Linked DNA regions of Mus musculus: region 2 is linked to region 1. The links are chromatin contacts, called in public Micro-C maps. All regions are on one chromosome and are shown on one strand. The core of a region is the stretch at or near the end of the contact, and the rest is flanking DNA. Distances in the headings are between cores, read along the strand shown.

Evidence for each region. Hi-C and Micro-C count contacts between places; a contact is called where the count stands out from the background.
Region 2: a contact with region 1 is called in a Micro-C map of embryonic stem cells, with 1.5 times the contacts expected there. The contact joins the promoter of Dmtn here to the promoter of Slc39a14 in region 1. A contact is called at or near these places in 5 of 484 Hi-C or Micro-C datasets (all in embryonic stem cells) and 1 of 115 datasets of contacts at active chromatin or transcription factors (embryonic stem cells).

What each region holds. Positions count from the first base shown.
Region 1 is chr14:70,350,130-70,352,791 of GRCm38.p6, forward strand. Slc39a14 (solute carrier family 39 (zinc transporter), member 14) reads right to left here and starts at 1,295. Exons shown (of 10, transcript NM_144808.4): 1 at 1,151-1,295.
Region 2 is chr14:70,625,710-70,628,371 of GRCm38.p6, forward strand. Dmtn (dematin actin binding protein) reads right to left here and starts at 1,356. Exons shown (of 16, transcript NM_001252662.1): 1 at 1,030-1,356.

The DNA of each region.
Region 1 (2,662 bases), core at 45-2,544:
CATGTTTCTGGCTGTTTGGCCAAGGAGGCACGTTGGAACCCCTCAGTGTTGAAGATTTGTTTTAATAGGTAAGGAGTACGGAATTGTACATCTTTTGGATAGACAATTCAGGCTGGTCTCAGTACTAACCTGAACCAGAATAGTGACCAGATAGTCACTCCGGAGCCAGTTTCTATCGTCCCCTAAAATCAGCACCTCCAGCAAATATATCTATCCCAATGACCAGGGGCTAAAAAGAGCTAATGCTACAATTCCAAAGCCAGGTTACTTCACGAAGAGGGGCCTGCCAAAGTGCTCCTGCCTCTATCCTTCCATTTAGGCCACAGGAAAGCACTCCACCCCTCACCAAACCAAACTGAGAGTTCTCTTGAACGCACAAGCCATGTAACTATTTAGACTACAGATCAGCTTAGAATCTAGGCCCCGGGGTGACAGAAGATTCTTAAAGCTGAACCCACAACCCAGAGAGGCAATTTTCCGGCTTAGAATCTACCTCAGGATCACAAGGTGAGTCTGATGGCTACTTTAGCTATAGCTTTAAAACTCTAAGAGGGAGCAGCCGGTAACCAGACCACCTAATTTGGTCAGTCCCAACCTAAGTGAGCCCAAGAGGCATCGCTGCCGTTAGTCAGGGGAGAATTCAGCGCGGTGCCACCCTTGCGGTTATCCACTCCTGCCCAAGCCAACCAGAAGAATCGGGCATCACTCTCCAGCCGGAGGGTGGTCTGGCGTGGGGCAGGGAGAAGGACACATAGGTTCCTGGGATGCAAGATCCAGACACCAGAGCCCCCGAGCAGCCGCCACCGCAGAGCATCTGATCTACCCATCTACTCCGCTTCCTCTGCGCTCTGTGTCCTGGGGCTCTAGAAAGCTCATCTCAGCCTTTCTGAGCAGCTATCGACCTCCCCGGCGTCCTTCTCTGGTTCACACATCCCGGGCCCTGCAGCTGAAGGGACAGCGCAGTGACCTCCTTCTCCTCGCCACCGTGGCACGGCAATCAGGTGCTACCAGGACTGGGCTCAGGGAGTGCGCGGCCTCCCGAAAAGACTCTGGGTCCTCGGCGTGCCGGTGTCTCCAACCCCCACCCGGTGTCCCCCCTAACCCGGAGGCGCCCGACTTCCCATCCTGCCTGCGCCCGGTCCGTCCTCACCTGAAGTCCTCCAGCCGGCAGTCGGGCCCACGCAGCCTCACTATCCAGGGCCCCCCCCCCAAGGCAGCGGGCGACACAGCTACTGAGTGGGTGCGTCCCCGCCAACAGCCACGCGCCCCCTCTCTACGTCCGGCCCCCGCCGCATGCGCATGCCCGGCCATATACCCTGCGCGTCACCGCTGGGCCCGCCCCCGCCTGCTGCCCCGCCCCGCTCCCCCGGGCCTGCCACGTGGGACCGCCAGCTAACAGCGTCGTTACCCTGGCCAACCTGGTCCTCCAGCGTTGTGCATCCCCGGCTCGCATCCTAGCTCTCTCTAGCTTCATCCACCCTTCCTTGATGAATTCCATCCTTGACTCACGGAGGCCCTGCAGGCTCCGCTATTCTCTGGAAACCTCCCATCTGTCCTTCCTAGCCCCTTTTGTGGGAAACTCACAGCGTGACCTTCCATCCTGTCGCTCCTGAGGGAGAGTGCCCCTCTCTTGGTAGACATTTGTGGTTTTAACACTGTTGATGAATCTAAGAGACTTTTCTGTTTTCTCCAATTCTAAAATATTCTGTAAGCAGGATGGAGCGCTTCATAAACTGCTTTTTTTTTTTTTTTTTTTGCCTACCCCAGCCAACCAAAAGAATTAAAATAACTTGTAACGATCCAAATAAAAGATCATATTCATTTTTTTTCAGAGTTTCGCACCTCTTTCTCACAGTTAATCAGATTCCTAAGGAGCGAGGTCAAGCCTTAGGTTTTGTTTGTCCTGGGAGGGAGTCTCTTCCGCTGTAGGAAGGGCCTATTGTGTTGGATACTGAGCCTTGTATATGCAAATTTCTTGAGAAAAATAAACCACCCACTAAACTCTTATTGTTCTATTCAGCTGGATATTAGGATTATTTCCTCTATCGCTTAACCAACTGTCACCTGGGGCAGGGAGGGCCCCATGGAAGAACCTCAAGTGGCACTGGAACCAGTGAATGGCGGGGGTTTCTGTTCTAGCACAGGGAGTGTGTCCAGCTGGCTGTGGTATCTCTAGATTTGTTCAATAGAGAGATGGCATCTAAGTGCTGGGGAAAGTTCCCTCAAAAAGGAAGTGATAGGAGTAGAACTCCATGTCCCTAGAACAGGTGGCAGGAAGAACTCAGCTCAATGGCAGCTTGCTCTTGCGGGCTGGCTAGAGCACCAGAGTGTGGGGCTGGGGGTTGGTGAGGTAATAGCCAATCCTGGTGGTGCACACCTATAATCTCAGCTACTCTAGAGCCAGAAGGATCTCAAGTTCAAGGCCAGCTGGGGCAATTTAGTGAGCTCCTTTCTCAAAAGGTAAAAGGGGGATTTTTGGTTCAGTGTATGCTTAGACCGCACCAAAGCCATGAGTTCGAGGCCAGCAACCGGTTCTGGTAATGCTCACCTGTAATTCAGCACTGGAGAAGTGGGGACAAGTATCACAAGTTCAAAGTCAGCCTTGGGCCCCTTAATGAATTTGAGACCATGCCTGAACTACCTGAGACCCTTTCTGTAAATT
Region 2 (2,662 bases), core at 106-2,605, 280 kb after region 1:
CATGGCTGCTGACAGAACTGCACATGGGTGCACACAGGGACTCTGCCGCCCTCCTTGCCAGAGCACTCGCCCACTCTCCCTGCCAGACCCCCACACAATGACACATGGTGCTAAGGACACCTACTTGCACCCACCCACTGATCCTCCCCTTGGCACCCGTCATCTGTGCTCACAGCTCCCTGGCATGGCCTGCTGAACCCATCCCTGTTCTGAGCACGTGAACCCCAATACTCCCAGTGCCCTCACCTGACCCATCCCCACATCCCTCCACTCCCACTGCACCGTTGCCTTGCTTGTCTTAGACCTACAGCCTGGCAACCAGTCTTCTGGGAGGAGACGCACAGGTGTGCCTGCCCAGCAAAGGAGTATGGCGTGTCTGGTGCCGAGAAAGGAATCCCTTAGGACCCCCGGGGCTCTCCAGGTTTATTCAGCACCCAGTCTCTCTCAGTACACTAGCTGCTCGCAGGCAGAGAGCCAGGCTAAGCTCTGCAGTCACACCCTGCTACACAGCCTCATTCTTCGACGAATCCCTACCCTAACCAGGCTAACCTCAGCTAGGAGGGGCTCCAGAGTGGGCTGGAAACCAGCGGCTTTGGCCCCCTCAATGGACCCCTGCCACTCCAGAGGGCACCTGGCCTGGCGGGAGGGAGGCTGCCAAAGATGTCTTGCATCATTCAGCAAAAAGCTAACAGCTCCCTCCACAGACTGTGCCCCATGCTCCCACCCCTTGAAATTCTGGCCACAGAAGCTTGGGGGGGGGGGTGTCCATGAAAGGGAATGCTGGGGCCCATATGGACTCTTTGCACGGCAACAGCCTAGATCCTTCCTCCCAAATAAAAAGGGAGTTTGATCGGGTCAAACCCAGCTGAGCACCTTGTCTGGCCACCTAGGCCTATTCTCCCACTGACCATTTTCCAAAGCTGACCCTGTCCTAGCATCTCTGATATCACCCAAAACCATGGCCAGATCCAGAGGTACAGCCCAAAATACCTACGTAAAGAAAGAGAGGCAAAAGACCCTGTCACCTACCTCCTCCCAGACAGTGGGGCCCAGGCTCTCTGAAGCCCCAGGAAGCAAAAGGCTAGGCCCTGGTCGACTGGGTGGCCGCGTTTTCTCAGGAATCTAGGTAAGAGGCAGCTTCTCCAGGAACCCAGCCGCGCTTTACGAAGCACAAATAACAGGAAGAAAGCCGGCTTAGGGTGGGTGGGTGGGGTGGGAGCTGGCGAAGGAGGGGAGCTGGTCTCAGCTCAGCGGTCTGATCTCCCTCCTGAACCCCCACCCGCTTCACCAGTCCCCTGCTGCTCTGCAAGCCACCGGCTTGGGTTCCCGGAGCTGGGGAGTCCGAGTCTGGTGTCTGGTGGGCGGGCAGGACGAGGAGCGGTCTCTGGGCGGGCGGGCCCCGGGCCCCTCCCCACCAACAACTGATAGTGGCGGGCCCCAGGGTGTGTGAGTGTGTGCGTTTGGGCGTGTTGCTGGTCCAGTTCATCTCAGCTGCTGCTGCTGCAGCTGATCCATTTCAAACAAGGGGCTCATTCGCTGGCATCATGACGAAGCAGAATCGGCTGCGCTGCGTTTTCCCCCTTTCCCATATCCCGGCTCTGCAATATCCACACTCAGAGCCTCTCCAGCAGAGTTCAAGTTAGCGGCTGTTACTGATAACTGAGGGGAGCTATGCCCACCCGGCTCTCCAAGAACCTGCAATTCAAACCCCATTCATAATGCTCCACCATCTTCCAGAAGCAGATGAGAGGCTCTGTGGGGGATCCCCCCACCTCTGGGACAGGGAACAGCAGGGGCACCCGAATTGGCCATCCAAACATTAACCCTCTCTGAGGAGGACAGATAGAAGGATGGAAGGAACCAGGTCATAAATACATCAGATTCAGATTGGATTTTCTGTAAACTTGATCCCCTGGGGATCGTAGTAGGGGCCAGGGAGAGAATGAAGGACCGATTTTTCCCAGGAAAGCTGTTTTTGCAAAAGGAAGCTTTCTATCAGATGGCATCCATATTCCAAAGAGACATGCCTTCTCTCTGTGGCAAAACTTCAACCATTCCAGGCCTCCAATGTTGGCTTTGGGGTGCATCTAGAAAGCCTAGCCCTCTAACCCCTATTAGCACTAACTGGCCTCTTCCCCACCTCCATGTCGGCTGCAGACTTGCCTACCTAGGCAGCCTTGCCGTTGCCCTGGTAACCACTGCCCACAGCCGGTCAGCTGATGATAGCAGCAGCTATTGGGGCAAAGCTAGGATCTGGAGAGGGGGCTCTGGGGTTTCTGAATGGAAAAAAAAATCTCAGGGGGAGGGGCTTGAAGGAGACAGGTAAGACTATGGCCTCAGCATCCGACCGACCGACCGACCGACCGACCGTCTTCAAAGAAAAGAGGACTGGAGGAGACAGGAAGGGAGGGGTGTATCTGGAGTAGCAGAGGACAGGGACGACTGTAACCTGAAGGTGGCTTGGGCAGAAGGAGAAATGACAGAAGGCAGGTAGCTGAGTGGCCGTGAAAGGGGGAAGGAGGACCGGGAATCCAGGCTTAGCTGCTGGGATGCAGCCACTGTGGGCCCTGTGGAAGGGGCAGACAAACAGAAACAAAACCAAACAAACAAAACCCCACCTGGGCTAGGGGAGGGACATCCAGTCCCAAGGAGATCTGCGTGG